Regions from separate parts of the Sus scrofa genome. Here region 1 is linked to region 2. The links are chromatin contacts, called in public Hi-C maps. All regions are on one chromosome and are shown on one strand. Each heading gives the region's core, a stretch centred on a gene start, on an enhancer-like site or on the middle of the called end of the contact. The rest is flanking DNA. Distances are from core to core; before and after follow the strand shown.

Region 1 (2,700 bases), core at 61-2,560, 1.0 Mb after region 2:
AAGAAACCCTGTAGATTCCTTATTCCAATCTGACACCCAAGACAGGAATTTTTTTCCACAGAATCCCTGACAGATGGTCAGCCTCTGTTTCAATTACTCCAGTGGGGGAGTTCTCAAGAGAAGATCCCCGAGAGATATGATGAAATGCTAGACCAACCATTCAGACAGAAAGTAGGGCTCCAGTAAGCCTGTAGGATACAGACAGCATTGCCAGACACTAAAACCAGACTTCCAAAAGAATGTAATTCAAAATCAGTAATCACAAAGGCGCAACGTTCAGACATGTAGACCCCAGATTTGGGGGCCATTCTAGGTCTTTTTATTGGCCTGGGGAGTAGCTCTTACAATCAGGGAAGCAAGGTGGCTTTTCTCCCACTGACTGCTTAAAGTAAGAATTGATTCTTTCAGGCTCACAGCAAGGGCTTGTCAAGTGCAGAGAGAATCAAATCCCTTCCTTCTGAAAACCAAGCCAAGGGACCCCCTGGTGGAACTGCTAATGTTTAAAATACTCTTAACTTTGGTCTTAAAATTCTCACTACAGTAAACCAGAACATTTCAAGCTCTTCTTTTAAAAGTGTATATAGGCTATGCTGTAACTGAAGTTGTTTGGTTGGTGTAGGGTTGATGTGTGGGGGTTAATGTACTAAGCGCAGTCCTACATACAGCCGTGAAGTCTAGTTTATCCGACTAGGAAAGGCGAGTGCGCGATGCTAAACTGCCGGCACATCCCCAGCCGGACCCCGGGACGGGGCGGCCCGGCTCTTACCTGTCGATACTGATCACGCACAGGGTCATGATCGAGGCCGTGCAGCACATGACGTCCATGGCGATAAAGACGTTGCAGAAGAAGTGGCCAAAGATCCACTTGCCCCCAATAAGGTCAGTGACGCTGACGAAGGGCATGACCGCCACGGCCACCGAGAGGTCGGCCAGCGCCAGGGACACGATCAGGTAGTTGGAGGGCTGACGGAGCTTCTTGACGAAGCAGACCGAAATCACCACCAGGCAGTTGCCGGCGATCGTCAGCAGCGTGATGAGCGTCAGGATGGAGCCGATCACAACTTTCTCGGCTCTGCCGTAGTTGATCTGCTCCCCGCAGCCCGAGGCATTGTCCCGGGGCGCGTCCCAGGTGGGCACGGGGCTGGCCGTCACCTCAGGGACCCCGTGCAGCAGGTGCGGCGCCCAGGAGCCCGCGACAGGGCCGGCGCCGTCGGAGCTCAAGTCGGGAAGCCCGCGCCCCACCTCCGGCAAGAGGATAGAACGGAGATGCCCGTAGAGGTCCGGGCGGCCGCTGCTGTTAACGTCCATCATCATGCCGCTGTGCGCAGCTGCCCATGGAGCCGGCGCCCCCGCCAAGCGCTCCGGCTGCCGGCCCGGGGGCTTCACCTCGCCGGTTCCGCTCCACTCGGCCCAGCCATGGGGCCCGCGCCGGCCACTGGGGGGCGCCCCGGCCCGGCCTCGCGGCCCCGCACGTCCCGGTGCCCCAGCCGCAGCGGACGAGGCGGGAGCGCGGTCGCCCGGGGACTCCCTGCGGGAGGCGCCTGCGGCTCTCGACGGACGCCCAGGACGCGCGGGCCGAGCTCGGCTGGCCGCACCGCAGCCCGCAGCCCGCAGCCCGCAACTCGCAGTCCGCAGCAGCCGCGCGGCTCGGCCAAGAGCGCCCCAGAGGCAGCAGCAGAAGTTGCGGAGTGCGCCCCGCCCCTCGCGCCGACCGCCGCCGCCGCCGCTCCCCTGCGGCAGCCGCGCCGCGTCCCCGCCGCCGCCGCCTCCGGCCGCTGCCCGCGCCCGCCGGGCTCCCGGACGGGCTTCCCGGGCTGGGCAGGGGCCGCCGCCTCTCCCGCGTGCCCCCACTGGGCGGAAGGAGGCACTCCACGCGCCTCCTGGGATCCCAAGCCGCTTCACCCCGGGTTCTTTCTTTCCGCAGGAGACTCAGACCCCCTCCTACAGACCCGAACCCCCTCCCCCCCAAGTGAATAACAGTTTGGTAGGGAAAGACTAGGGAACGGACGTTGGGACTCATTGCAAAATAAAGAACCCCAGGAGGAATATATATATGTGTCTATATATAATGTGCATTTTTAATCTTAATTTTAAAAAAACCTTTCTAACACTACACCAAGCAGCAGATACTTCCGTTTCCTATTTTGACCACTGATGGGAGAAATCGAAGATGTAAAAAGAGAAGCAGCTGAATGGGGTGAGGGTGGGCTCTCAGAAGAAGTGAAAAAGGGAGAGAGATCCCCACATCTGGGAGAAGCTGGGAGCTCCAGGAAAAGGGACCTCTGGAGGGCTTAAACCTTTCGGACAGACCCTCCAGGCATCTAGATACAGGCCTCTCAGATCTGAGAAAGATCTTGGCTGCTTTTATATTCAGTCTTCAAAACCTAATACACTGAAATGAGAGTTAATTTTCCCGTGGCATTCTGGAAATCTTGTACAAAAGAGAAGAAATGACCGGTTATAATGTTCTGCAGAAGTATCCCGGAGGTGTATGTTGATTTAATGCCTATTGCCTAAAATCCCCTTAGTATTCAAACCCTATCAGAGTGGCTGATGTTTATTATTTGTGAGACTTCTTTCACTTCGTTTTGTTGAAAGATTTTTATTGGAAGCCAGCAGTGATTTCTTTAAAGACTCTAAAAATAATCAAATCGGTTTTCTTTTCTAGTTAGGCCCTAGTGGATCATAAATAAGAAGAAA
Region 2 (2,700 bases), core at 104-2,603:
CTAGTAAAAGCAATAAAGGCATGACAAGGCATGGAAGGAAGTACAGAGTTAGGGTTAGACTTACCTTGACATAGAGGTCCCTAAAGACTTAAGTTTCAGCCTGAACCGTAAAACAGTTTTTACTTTATCTTTTCTCCTTTCTTCCCTTTCACACCTACTTTCTCTGTTCATTTTCATTCCTGGCCCTGAATCCTCATCTTTATTCCACACTGGCTCACCTCAAATATGATTATTTTGTGGAGAAAGAAGGCAAAATGAATGAGGAGACAGTGAGAAGTTGTAGAGGATAGGGGGAGGTTATGGGAAATATAAACACAGAATAAAAGGAAGAGGAGAGTAAGCTCATCAAACTAGGTACTATTCTGCAAATGTTACCAACCAATAAGAGTCGAAAATAAAGACCACATGTGAGCGGGTGGGGCTTGAATTCATTCAGGTCGGTTTAAAATCTCAGCTCCACCATTAATAGATGTATGTCCTTGAGCAAATTAACCATATGAACCCAGTTTCCTTGCAATCTATAAAAAAGACATAATAATAATACCTACCTCACAGGTTGTTCTCAGGATCAGTAGGACAATCAATTTTAAACGCTTAGCACGGCACAAGGTAAACAATTAACGTTAGCAGTTACTTTTCTTTAAAATGAAGTACAGCAGGGAGAGACGGCCTAAATACTTCCTATATGACTGTAATAACACGCTTCAAAAGAAGAGGATCACTTTAAAAGACGCAGAGAAGATACAGTGGCACTTACATTTTGGGCAAGGCAAAGACCTTGCCTAGGCAAGGAAGATAGTCACAGTACAGCGCCTCTCAGCGGTAGCTGGTTTATATTTTCAGAAAGGCAAAAATCAAAACCAAAAAATAAAGAACGCTTATGAAAAGCTATCCTAGGAATAATCTGTTTCATCCACAAGTGCCGCTCTGGACGACAGGTAGGATCATGCAGAGGAAGTGACCCTCTGCAGCTCTCGTTCCCAGCGGCTCCCCAGATGCAGAGCCTGTTCCGGCCCGCAGGGACAAAGTAGGGTAGTGAGTAGCCCGCCATTCCTCCGCCAGTCCCTAAGGGAGTCGCGGGGCTAAGTGCAGTGGCAGCAGTCTCACCTCCGGGCCTTCGCCACGTTTTTACTTGCTCCAGGATGGACCTGGAGACTAACCGCGCAGCCAACAGAGGGTGGCACATTAGGCAGCGCACTACCCAACCCCGCGAGAGGAGCCCCGCAGGAAACCCCGCCCACTGGCCGCTCTCCCTCCGCCTCCGCCCATTGGTCGCCCAGCATTCAGAGACCCGCCCCCAGATTTGAAAGCTTCTCCCGGGAGTTGGCAGGAAGCTCATAGCGTGAGTCCTTGGCGCCTCCCTGGCGTCTTTCCCGAAGCTCCGCCTACTCCCAACATGCAGTGCGGGGTCCTGGCCGCCATTGTTTGAATTTAAAAACGAAAATAACTTAGTGCAGCTCGCAGGTCGGGCGGCAGGATTACGTTTGCAGGTGAGGGTGCGAGGAAGGCGGTTGGGGACTGCGTACAAACCAGATGAGGTGGGGAAAGGCCTCAGGCAGTGAGGTGCTCAGCACCTCAGCACCTTCCCACGGGGCTTGTGACGCCTTTGAGTTTACTCTGGAACTGGGCTGCGGAATGATGAGGACGCCTAGGGATCTTGGTGCTCATTGGAGGGTTGAGCCAATTTACTGCAGTTAAGATTTAAATTTCGTCTTCGCGGCTTATTAGCTTTAATCTCTCCGGGCCTGAATTTCATTTGTTAAAAGGGAGTAATACTAGAACCTACCGCTTCGGGCTTTCATGAGGATAAAGTGATATAGGTAAAGCTGTTAGAAACAGTGCGGGTGTGTATAGTAAGCACTATGTACTTGGAATCATTGATACTTTTCTTATCATTGCTGCTGTTATTGAGGATCAGGCCTCCATTGCCAGATATAGTGTCCCGAATCCCACAAATGAGACCGTGTCGTTTGCTCATCAAACGACACGGTCTCATTTGTGGGGCGGGAAGGGGAGTGTTGTGGTGGTCACCAGTGCAGCTATTTCTAGGCTGCTGCCGTTGCCTGGGGTTAGCCCTTGCTGGGCTTTGCTGGGCTAAGCGGAAGGGGGCGTGTGTGGCGCGTGCAATGACTGCTGTCATATATCAGTTTGAAAAGTTTCCCCCATCTCATTCTACTTTTTGATTCGTGATTCCTGCCTGGTGCAGTTCTCTAATATTCCTTGTTGAAGGACTAGTTGACAAAATTTCGTGACTCGTGACTTGTTTTTAATCCCCAGAGTAATTAAATTCAGGTTAGTTTCTGTTCTTAAAACAAGGTAGCATGTTTACTCCGAAGCTGCAAAGCAGTGTATATATACATTTTATTAGATGTGCAAGACCTGAGACTTCATCAATTAGTTGTAAAGACTTTTTTTGAGGCTATATTTTGTGGATGACATTCAGTAACTTCATTAAGTAGTAGATTTTCTTTTTCATCCGTCTTCAGCCATGAGATCCCACTAGAGAGAAGATAAAAGATGCGCTTTCTCAGTCATGGGGACGAGAAATGAGATCTTAAACCTTGCTGTTGCTAAAGATAACACCACTAAAAGAGTAGAAAGAGTAGGACCAATTTTTTTCTTTTCTATAGAGGATCTTATGTATTACTGTTTAAGCTCCTATGCAGGGAGTCTTTATCACTACATCTATCTGAATTTGTT

Evidence for each region. Hi-C and Micro-C count contacts between places; a contact is called where the count stands out from the background.
Region 1: a Hi-C map of embryonic fibroblasts shows a contact between it and region 2, with 3 times the contacts expected there. The contact joins the promoter of HTR7 here to the promoter of KIF20B in region 2. A contact is called at or near these places in 1 of 5 promoter capture datasets (liver), 13 of 47 Hi-C or Micro-C datasets (adipocytes, alveolar macrophages, brain and 9 more) and 2 of 2 datasets of contacts at active chromatin or transcription factors (alveolar macrophages and skeletal muscle).

The regions. Positions count from the first base shown.
Region 1 is chr14:102,547,483-102,550,182 of Sscrofa11.1, forward strand. It overlaps HTR7 (5-hydroxytryptamine receptor 7), which reads right to left and starts at 1,311. Exons shown (of 3, transcript NM_214085.1): 1 at 767-1,311. The coding sequence starts at 1,311.
Region 2 is chr14:101,511,332-101,514,031 of Sscrofa11.1, forward strand. It overlaps KIF20B (kinesin-like protein KIF20B), which reads left to right and starts at 1,354. Exons shown (of 32, transcript XM_021072622.1): 1 at 1,354-1,490. PANK1 (pantothenate kinase 1) reads right to left here and starts at 1,167. Exons shown (of 10, transcript XM_013983537.2): 1 at 1,108-1,167; 2 at 758-826.